Regions from separate parts of the Sus scrofa genome. Here region 2 is linked to region 1. The links are chromatin contacts, called in public Hi-C maps. All regions are on one chromosome and are shown on one strand. The core of a region is the stretch at or near the end of the contact, and the rest is flanking DNA. Distances in the headings are between cores, read along the strand shown.

Region 1 (5,468 bases), core at 1,681-4,180:
TCCCGCCCACCTGGGCACCTACTCAGTGTCAAGCTTCAGCTCAAGCATCTTCTCTCACCCCTTTCCCCCACATCGGGCACTGTACTTGCTCCCTACGCTGTGCCCCCATGTTACCAACCATCTGCGTGCAGAGAAAATGAGGGTTCTGCTTCCAGTTTCTGTCACAATAGCTGGTGCATACTTGGCACTCAATAGAAGGGAAATGGGATGGCAAGAGGAAACAAGAAAAGAAAGAAAGAGAAAAGGAGAGGGAGAGAGAGAATGGGTAAGAGGGAGAAAGAAGGGAGGTTGGGCTGAAAAATGTCACTTGCCCAAATCACCCTGAGGGCAGCTACCCAGCTGGCCTGCTCGCTCCGTCACCTGACACCCAGCCCAGTGCCACGCCAAGCTGCCTTCCCAGCGCTGCTTGCCAAGGGCGTACGGTGCTGATTCACCGGTGACTGGGCTCCAATTATCTGCAGAACTGGAAAGGCAGCCGAGCCACCCCGGCAGCTGACCAAGGGCGTATCGATTTGTTCTGTGCTTTTCACTAATATCCGAGCCAGTCACACAAGAAGATAAAGGCCCCAAAGGACTCACCCACAGTGATCTGTCCTGCTTAAACCTCCCACAGCCAAGGCCACAAGTCTCCCCGTTGATCAGCCAACTCTGCCCTTTGCAACCCAAGCCTGACTGACCATCACTCACAGGGAGTTGTCATGGTTCAAAACTCAAGATCTAGAGTCAGGCAGGGGCCCTGGGTTCTGGCCCAAGGATTACTGAGTCAGAGTACATTTACATATTTACTGTTGAGAGATGCTGCCAAACAGCCTTCAAAAAGGTTGGACCCATTTATACCACCCCCAGCAGTATAAGACAGTGCCCAGGCCCCTACTTTCTCCGTCTTTACCAATCTGTTTGGAAAAAAGCAAAACAAAACAAAAACCCTATACTGCTATGCTTGCATGTCTTTCTCTAGCATCTTTTCTTTCTTTCTTTGGCAATTTGGATTTGTGTAAATTGCCTAACCATATCCTTTGTCCATTTTTTAAGTAGGAGTAGTCATCTTTTTATTGATTCATCATAGCTTATTACATATTGTGGATATCAACCTCTGTTATACATGTTAAACTATTACCTTCACTTTATCAGTTGTCTTTGGACCTTGTTTATGGTGATTTTTGCCTCACCAAAACTCTAACTAAGCCCCAGCAAAGAGATAGGAGTCAGCCTATTTAGTGGAGAGAGCACTGGTTTGAGTCAGGACCCCAGGTTCTGTCACCAGTTCACTGTGTGACTTTGAACTAGTCCATGACCTCTCTTGACCTGCTAAATAAGAGCATTGAATTTAATGGTCTCTGGGGACCCATCTACCTCCGTGATAATAATAGACAAACATATTATTTAAAAAAATAGTCGATAATAGACAAACACTATTAATAGAATTTTCTGTAATGATGGAAATTTTCCATCTCTGCACTGTTCAGTATGGTAACCACTAGCCACATGTGGCTGTTGATCATTTTAAAAATGTGGTTAGTGTGACCGAGAAACTGAATTTTATTTTATTTTTTATTTTTTAATTTTTTTTTTGTCTTTTTGCCTTTTCTAAGGCCGCTCCTGCGGCATATGGAGGTTCCCAGGCTAGGGGTTCAATCGGAGTTGTAGCTGCCAGCCTATGTCAGAGCCGCAGCAATGCAGGATCCCAGCTGCATCTGCAACCTACACCATAGCTCATGGCAACACCAGATCCTTAACCCACTGAGCAAGGGCAGGGATTGAACCCGCAACCTCATGGTTCCTAGTCGGATTCGTTAACCACTGCACCATGATGGGAACTCCTCCGAGAAACTGAATTTTAAACTCTATTGAGGAGTTTCTGTTGTGGCTCAGCAGTAACAAACCCGACTAGCATCCATGAGGACTTGGGTTCAATTCCTGGCCTCTCTCAGTGGGTTAAGGGTCCAGTGTTGCCTTGAGCTGCGATGTACAGGTCACAAACAGGAGTCAGATCCAGCATGACTGTGACTGTGGTGTAGGCTGGCAGCTGCAGCTCCGATTTGATCCTTAGCCTGGGAACTTCCCTAGGCCGCAGTGCAACTCTAAAAAGACTGCCAAAAAAAAAAAAAAAAAAAAGAACAAGGAGAAAAAAACCTCTATTGAATTTATATTAAAATTGTAAATAGCCACACACAGCTAATGGCTGGCAGATATTGGATAGGACAGGTCTGGACAGTCTAGATCCCCCCAGCTCTGGGCGAGCTGTGATACAAAGTGTAATTAAAGCAGACAGAGACTCCCTGTGTGACTTGGGGCAGGTCAGTCTACCTCTCTGAGCCTCAGTTTTTCCATCTGTCCAGTGGGGCCCAGAGCAGTCCCTGCCTCCCGACTGGGCATATCTGATTGGTGAGTATGGGAGGGCTGAGTCCCAAGGCCTGACTCAACACTGTAAAATCTGGCCGGATTCCCAGGCCGAAACACGAAAGTGTGTTTACCCCATTTCTATGATGTCCAGAAACCCACGGTTAGCTTTCCCCAGATAGCCTCAAGGTCAGCCTTTCTTTCTTTCTTTCTTTCTTTCTTTCTTTCTTTCTTTCTTTCTTTCTTTCTTTCTTTCTTTCTTTCTTTCTTTCTTTCTTTTTTTCTTTTTATGGCCACACCCATGACACATGGAAGCTCCAGACTAGGGGTCTAATCAGACCTGCAGCTACCAGCCTACACCACAGCCACAGCAACATGGGATCCAAGCCACATCGGCTACCTCTGCTACAACTTGCAGGATCCTTCACCCCCTGAGCAGGGCCAGGGATCAAAACCGCATCCTCGTGGCTATTAATCAGGTTGGTAACCGCTGAGCCACAAGGGAAACTCCAGTCTTACTTTCTTACACCAGGGCTTCAGCTCTAAGACGGCCTTCAGCTCAGGTTTCCAGATTACTGATGGGACAAAGTCCAAACTTCAGCCGGTGTTCCCAGCACTGAGCACTGGCCCTACCCTTGCAGTACTGTCATTCATACAACCTGCAGGTCAGCCCAGCCGCCTCGCCACCCTCGCCCTCTGTCTGCCTCCTAGCCCAGCCTTTCCAGGTCTGCCCAGCCCTTCATTCATTTAGTTCATTCGCTCATCTTTCATTCACAGGTGTTCATCATGCCATCTGCTCTGGGACTGGGCCTAGGGTGGTGGGCACGCAGATGTGACGAGAGTTGTAATAACACGGCGGGGGTGGGGGGGGCGGATCAGGAGGACGTCAGAGAGCGTTGGGGACACAGAAGGCACCCGACCTGGTGTCCACGATCAGAGCAGACGTCCCTGAGGAAGTGGCATGTGAGAGATGAGGACAGGGCCAGAAAGGAAGGTAGGCAGGCCCCGTCCTACAGGAGAGCCTTACTGGGCATGTTAAAAATGGTGTACTTTATCCTAAATGTAATTAATTGGGAGCCATGGAAGGTTTTAGAGAGAAGATGATGTGATTATTCCAGGCCAGCTTCCTACCGGGTCTGGAAGATTCAGGAATTTAGCCCTTTAACCTCCCCTTCTCTGCCTGCCACCTGCATCTCAAGATACATCATGAGCACACAGTGCCCGGGGCCTGCCTTCTGCTTATCATGACCTGGGTTCAAATCCCGGTCCGGCTACCCTCTGGCCCTATCAGTTCAAGAAAGTCACTAACCTCTTTCATGGTCAATGCCCTCGCCCATAAAATGGAGATAATGACGAGTTAGTGCAGTTATCGGATTATCAGGGGAAAGTGTATGGCAAGGAGCCACTTAGGAAATGGAGTCCAGTTAAATTCCTTCTGGGCAAAATCAAACCAAAGCCTGGAGGGGGCCCTTGGGGACTTCCTGAAGGGCAGGGAGCAGTCCCAGTTCTGGGAAGTGTCCCTTTGGCCCTGCTGGCCTTGACGGGGTGGAGGGAAGGCTTGGCTGAGGCCTTTCTCGGACAGCCTCGCCATGTGCCAGGCGACCCCGGAGGGGACCGCCTGAGCTACACTTGACCTTCGGGACCTTTGTAGACCCCCCCACCCCTTGAGCCAGGAGTCAGCAGATGGACACAGAACTTATATAACTGGCCAGGAGTCCGGCACCTTTCACCCAGTGATCAGGGCTGTGTTTACAGAGCTGGTGTTCCCAGGTCACCTCCCTGTCCTCTCACGCACCTCTTAGGCACACACACAGCCCTTTAGCCCTTGCTGAGCTTTGCTTGTTTTCTGACTTCTTAGTCACAGTCCCTGGCTTTACTGTCAGCAACAGCATTTTTTACATTTTTTTGGCCACCCTTGCAGCATGCAGAAGTTCCAGGGCCAGAGATTGAACCCAAGCCACAGCAGGAATGGTGCCAGATCCTCACCCGGCTGGCCCACCGGGGAACTCCACCAGCTATTACTTTTCAATGTGAAAATCATCAATGGTGCCATTTAGTGGTGAGGCACTGGGGGAACAGCGGGGACAGGGGCTGCAGCAGGGACCAGGGTGGGAGTCCCAGAGTCCTCTGCCTGTTAGCTCTATAACCTGGAGCCAGTCACTTGGAGACTCTGAGCCTCAGTTTTTACAGCTGTAAATTGGGTTTAGAAGCCACACATACCTCATGACATTCTTTTGAGGACTCTACAAGATGGTAAAGGACATAACAGGCTTTGTAAATTACCTGACATAAGGGAAGCACGCATCAGATATTAGCTGCTAAAGACATTTCTGCAAAGAAGGTACACAGACGGCCAATGGGCACATAAAATGATGTGCCATGTCACCAATTGTTAGAGAAATGCAATTCAAAACTACAAAGAAGTTGAAGTTCCCATGCAGGGCAGTGGGTTAAGGATCTAGCACTATCACTGCAGTGGCTTGGGACGTTGCTGGGACGCAGGTTTGATCCCCGGCCAGGGAACTTCCACAGCTGCAGGCATGACTCCCAAAAAACTGCAATTAAGTTTCACCTCACACCAGTCAGAATGGCCATCATGAAACAGTCTACAAATAGGGAGTTCCCGCTGTGGCTCAGCGGTGAAAAATCCAGCTAGTGTCCATGAGGACATGGGTTCGATCCCTCCCCTCACTCAGTGGGTTAAGGATCTGGCGTTGCCATGAGCTGTGGTGTAGGTCACAGACACAGCTTGGATCCAGCATTGCTGTGGCTGTGGTGTAGGCCAGCAGCTGTAGCTCCGATGGGACCCTTAGCCTGGGAACTTCCATATGCCACTAGTGCAGCCCTAAAAAGCAAAAAGAAAAAAAAAAAAGTGGTCCTCAAATAATAAATGCTGGAGAGGTCATGAAGAAAAAGGAACCCTCCTACACTGCTGGTGGGAATGTAAGTTGGTGCAGCCAGTATGGAAAACTAAAAGTAGAGTTACCATATGATCCAACGATCCCACTCCTGTGCATATATCCAGAGGAAACTGTAATTCAAAAAGACATATGGAGTTCCCTTCATGGCTCAGCGGTTAATAAACCTGACTAGGATCCATGAGGTTATGGGTTCGATCCCTGGCCTTG
Region 2 (5,468 bases), core at 1,912-4,411, 230 kb after region 1:
CTCTTGGGTGGAGACGTGACAGCTGAACCCTAAGAAAGCAAGACCTGTCCCTTCTGGAGCAATGCAGGTGGCCCTCTGAGCACGCCAGGCACGAGTGTGCAGGGAGCTGGTGCAAATGCCTCCTGTGTGCAGGCAAGCTTCTGTGTTGTGACCCAGCCCCCGCGTGTGCTTCAGTGTGCCAAGCGGCTGCATGCCCCAGGTCCATGCTGCACGCGCCGGCCAGTGAGGATGCCGGGCAGGGGGAGGTGGGGGAGGTGTATGCGTGCTGTTCGTGGGCATGTGTGTCAGCGTGTGCATGCGGGGCCGTGGGGCCTCACCGCATGTGTGTGCACGCCCGGGCGTGTGCGTGTGCGTGTCCCCCACCCCCAGGCCTGCCCCCGTCTGAGCGTGTGAACTGCCATGTTGATTTCGTGCTGTCTTTCAGAATCACTATCAGTGACCCCTGAGGAGCGTCAGCCACGGTAGGTACAGGCCTCTCCGCCTGCTGCATGAACGGTGTGTCTGCCCCCTGCCGCACCAGCTCCACATTGCAGGGCGCACCTGGGACCTCAGAGGCAGGCCCCCCTCCCTCGCCCTTCTGCAGCTCCAGACTTATTCTTTCCTCTTTCTGTCCTCGCTGCCAGCTGGCTCTCTCACCTCCCTTTCTCAGCGAGCCTCGGGACTCAGTGCCACTGCCCAAGGCCCCCGTGGCGGAGCCTGGGGAGGTCTTGGAACAGGCTCCGCGCCCAAGCTGGCCGACCTGGCTGCTCTCTGGAGCCATCAGAGAGAACAGAGAGCTCGTGGTTCTTGGTGTCAGGGGCAGGGAGCTTGGTGAGGGTTGTGTGTAGGGCTGGACTCAGGCAGCCAGAGGCCTTGGCACCTCACTCGTTCCCCAATCTGAGCCGCGCTGCCGGGGCAGGACAGTCAGCTAGCTGCCAGCCCGGGAGCTCTGGAAACCGAACCCACGATAAAGCAACGGAGGTCAAGGTCCCACCTCCTTTATCGCGCCAGCAATCGAGCAGCGATTTGGAGTGAAGGCTCTGGTTGTTGGATGATTTCAGAAAGTCTGAGTGCCCCATCCACACCGTCAGCCCAAGGGACACCTCACAGGCCAAGCAGGCCACCGAGCCCCTTCCCCTGCCTCGATGGTGTTGTCACATAGGCTAGTGCACGACAGAAGGCAACGTCCTCGCCCCCTGGTGAAGCACTGTAGCCAGTCCCCAGGCTCATGGACCTGGGCCTGATGCTCTTAGGGGTGACCGACACTTTTCAGCCAAGGAGTGACAGTGTCTGCCGACCTGGGCAAGTCAGCTTCTCTGAGTTCCGCCCCAGCTGGGCCCCCAAACGCCCAGCGAACCCACCTGCCAATGCACCCGCGCTGACTCTTGCTCTTCTGCTTTTCCCCAGCAGGAAGGGCCCAGCCTCACCTACGCGACCTGCAGTCCCCCGGCCACCTGAGGCTCCCCTCTTAGACTTATAAGCCTGTGGCCGCTGGCATCCCGCCACCTGCCCTTCCTCCCTCCCCAGGGTCCCGTCAGAGGACTCCTGGGCTTTCTGCCCACCCAGAGGGGCCTCGAGCGCTCCCTCCAGCCAGTCTTTGTAGCTTTGCCCTCCTGGTTCAAACAGTGTTCTTTGTCTTGTCTTTCTCCATCAGGCCTGGTGGCTGTCACATGGGGCTCATGGCCCCATGTTTCCCCAGGGCTAGGGGTGGCCCTAGGCCAGTGGGTTCAAAGACAGGAGGGCCAGAGAAGAGGGAAGCCAGAGGGGGCCGAGCACGTGTCTGGAGCTGTGGGTGCACTGCCTGGTGGTGTGTGAGAGACCAGTGTGTGTGGCGGGGGGCGCTGTCCCAGCCTTTACTCCAGAGCCCCGTGGAGCTCTGGCCCCCCCGCCCATCTCCCGCTCCTTCCACCTTCCCTTTCTCGTCTCTCTCCTCTATTCCAGAAGCTGGCCCACACCCTTCCCCGTGTCTTCTGCCCCGCCCGCCCTCCCCCCACCGCCGGGCTCGAAGGCCCTTGCCTTACCAGCTCTCCCCCCTCCCCTCTTTCTCTCCTTCTCTCTTTGCTTTCTCGCCAACTGCCAGCCGATCGGGTCAGGCAAGTCCATCCCGTCCTGAGAGCCCCAGGCCCCCCTTCGACCTCTAGCCAGATCCCTCCCAGTCCTCGGAGACCTCCCTTCCCAAGCCTGCCTGGACGGCTATTCTGTGACTTGACAGTGGCTACCCAGCCCCAAAGCCACCCCCTTCATCTGTGACTTAGTCTGTTGTAGTGGTGAGCTGACACATCCAGGCGCGATGTTGGTGAAACTTGTGCCCCTCTGTGGTGTTGCTCCTGCCCCGTTCTACAAATATCTATAAATACTCGTGTACAAACACACACACACACACACACACACACACACACACACACACAGCCTCGCCTCTAGTGTTGGGATCAATCACCACGCTGCCCTTGAGGAGTCTTGTGGCCTGACTGCAAGGGAGCACTGTCATCCTGGCATCCCCTCCAAAGCGTGCCACCTCTGATGAGCCGCCCTGTCAACGCCTGGCCTGCGGACAGCCAGCCCCTCTGCCCCCGTCCCCTCCTTCCCCACCTCGAGCGTGGGGGTGCTGTACTGGCAGCTGCGTGGTTCTCTGACCGCTACCAGTCTTGCTGTCTCCTGGCTGAGAATAAAACCCATTTCTGGACAATGGGGAACACTGTGTCCTCTGCTGGCTTGTGTTCTCTGTGGCGCTCCCGGGGAGGCAAAGGTTTAAACACTGGGTGAGGGGTGGGGGAAGGGCCCGGCGCTTGCCAGGGTGCTGTAAGAGGTGGCGGGAAAAAGCCCCATGCTTCGCCAGGCGTACTGGGAAACCACCTGGAGTCAGCCGATTCCTCAGCCCGTGAGCCTGCGCCAGGCGCCAGGGGGCCGGCCAGGCAGGCGCTGGGGAAGGACGGGTCCAACGGGCCGCCCCAGGGGCAAGGTCAGTGGAAAACACCTGGACCAGAGACCAGCACGCACCCGCCGCGCACGCCGCCTTCCCTGCCTGGGATTAGGTCAGGCTTCAGAGTCTCCCGGCCACCAGGGCAGGCCTGCCCCTGACCGCCCCTCAGCAGCCCTCTGGCTTCACCAGGCCGCACGGAGGGCACAGAACGTGGAGGATCCAACAGCCCCGTTGGACCGACTCAGGCGCGCTGGGCCTCTGCACAACCAGAAGCCTGCCCTCTGCTGGCAGGCCCCGCTCCCTGTTCCGTGCTCACAGCACAGACCCCAGGACCCAGGGATGGAAGAAAGGCACGTGCAAGCGCCAGGCGGTATGGCTAAATCCATTTATTCTGAAATAAAAAGTGAAATGAAACAGGAGTCGACTCACCCGGGCACAAACCCGTCCCCGCCTCCACCTCCTCTCCATCCTACGTTATCAATAAATAAGTTTCCCCAGCCCCAGATATTCAATGGAAACTCCTCCCCATTTACCAGCTCTGACCTCCCCTGTGATACAGGGGGCTGCTCTACCTCCAGAATATACAAAATGTTACACAGTTACAGTATAAACACTGGGGAGGGAGCCCATTCCGCCACCAGCTTATGTCCTTGCCTGGCCTCGGTTTGCCCCAACTTCCCAAGGCCTATTAGAGTGCTGCCCAGTTGTCTAGCTGGACAGGGGGGGACACTTGTGCCCCAAAGTGCCTCTGAATAGAGGATGCATAAGCCCCTCTTAATGAAGGACTGCTTGATGGGGGTGAAGAGGCTACCAGGGAGCCCCTGCTCCCCGAGAAGGGCAGCCTCCTAAATCAACTGTCTTTACCGAGCCTCTGGCTCTTTGTTTTTCTGGAACTATTAATCGTCCAGAGATCAAGACACAGCCCTGGCCAAGACGGCCAGGGGTCTGCACCTATGTGTCTCCCCCCATTAGAGGGGGGGGCTTGTTCCCCTTTCCAGGGGCATTAGCTTGCTAGTCTAGGATGACGACGTGACTGGGAAGGAGGGCAGGGAGGAGGGACAGGGTGGCGGGGACGGGTGGGGGCAGAGCCCCCGGCCCCAGTTCTCCGGTCTTTGCCTGCCAGCCTCAGGCACTTAGACCACCATGATCTTCACCTCGTCGTTGTCGTCAGCCCGGTAGAAAAAGGGGATGCAGGGGTTGCTGCCCAAGCCCAGGCGCTCCTGGGGGTTCTGGATCTCGCGCAGCAGCTGCATGATCTGCTGCGCGGTGGGGTTCTCGGTGAGGGTCTGGCCCAGCAGGGCCTCCCCTTGGGTGGGCTCCACATTGTCCGAGAGGCTCACCTCCAGGAGACCTTGGGAGAGGGAGGGGCAGGCTGGGGAGTGGTGTGCCAGCTCTCCCTGGCCCGCCCGGCCACCCGCCCTCCCCGAGGCTGCTACTCACCACCCTGGTTCTCAGCAGCGCCAAGCTCCTGGGGGGCTGGGGGCGCCACGGTGGGCTCCCCAGCAGGGTTCTGGGCAGCCAGGAATTTGCCTTGCCATTCATTGCGCTCGCCCACCAGGTGTAACACCAGCTCCTGGAGCTCCAGCAGCTTCACCTGGAGGGACAGGCGCTCAGCAACCCCACCCCGGCCCTGGCCCTGGCCCTGGCCCTGCCCGCCCCTCTGCAGAGATGGTCGGGACCCCTACCTTCATTTCCTCTTTGTCCTGAGCCAGCCGGCTAATGTACTCCTCCTTCTCGCGGTGCCGCTCCTTCAGCACCGCCCTCTGGCTCTGATAGAGAGCAATGTACTCTCCTGCAGGGAGCGGGCGGGCGGCAGGGCTCGGATGGTCCAGCACGGCTCCCCCGACCCCCACCGCCACCCCGGGCCCCGGGCTCCCGGCTCACCGATAGTGTCTGTCTCTCCGGACAGCTGGATGCAGCGATGTTCCAGTTCCTCTACCCGCTCCTTCAGATCCACTTTCTCTTGCATGAGTTCAGTAAAGCGGCCCTGTGGCCAGAATGGTAGGGTTGGGGCTCAGCAGCGACCTGCCCGCAGGCTCCTCCCCTCCCGGCCCCCGGTGGGGGCGACTTGCTCACCTGCAGCTTGTCCATGGCCACCTGGAGGGCCTGGTGGGTCTCCACAGGCACACTGTCCCCCCCGGTCCCGGGGGCTGACACACTGTCCCCCTCGGTCCCGGGGGCTGGGGCCTCCTTCTCCACCCCATCTTGGGCTGGAGCTACCAGGTGAGCCAGGCGCTGGCAGCGAAGCTTCTGCTCCTTCAGCTCCCTTCGGAGTCGTGCCTGCTCTTCCTCGGCACTGGCTAAGGCCGAGTTAAAAAATTCCACCTGCAGGCAAAAGGTGTGCATGTGTTTTTTTGGGGGGGCCATGCTCATGGCACATAGAAGTTCCTGGGCCAGGGATGTAAGCCTCGCCAGACAGTGACAAGGTCGGATACTTAACCACTAGGCCACCAGGGAACTCCGTGCGTTGGGAGGGGCACTCAGGACCAGCAGGGAGACTATGACAGTGGCTCCCAAGGGAGTTCGGGGTCCAGAGGAGTCAGAGGGAGGGAAACGAAGAAGAGCAGGT

The links. A called contact is a pair of places that touch in the nucleus more often than the background predicts.
Region 2: a contact with region 1 is called in a Hi-C map of liver, with 2.1 times the contacts expected there. The contact joins two enhancer-like sites. A contact is called at or near these places in 2 of 47 Hi-C or Micro-C datasets (epiblast stem cells and liver).

The regions. Positions count from the first base shown.
Region 1 is chr1:268,472,336-268,477,803 of Sscrofa11.1, forward strand. No RefSeq gene overlaps it. Among named protein-coding and RNA genes, the nearest start is that of TRNAE-UUC, 38 kb to the left of the region's middle. Within about 2 kb of position 2,931, at least 33 of the 83 cell types and tissues checked have an H3K27ac peak or open chromatin away from gene starts, as enhancers often do. A contact at or near this core is called in liver, where this site is marked.
Region 2 is chr1:268,699,555-268,705,022 of Sscrofa11.1, forward strand. DNM1 (dynamin-1) reads left to right here. Exons shown (of 23, transcript XM_005660471.3): 22 at 425-461; 23 at 2,060-2,679. The coding sequence ends at 2,120. GOLGA2 (golgin subfamily A member 2) reads right to left here. Exons shown (of 26, transcript XM_021069501.1): 22 at 4,976-5,224; 23 at 4,784-4,886; 24 at 4,585-4,691; 25 at 4,340-4,493; 26 at 3,271-4,250. The coding sequence ends at 4,033. Among named protein-coding and RNA genes, the nearest start is that of MIR199B, 11 kb to the left of the region's middle. Within about 2 kb of position 3,162, at least 6 of the 83 cell types and tissues checked have an H3K27ac peak or open chromatin away from gene starts, as enhancers often do. A contact at or near this core is called in liver, where this site is marked.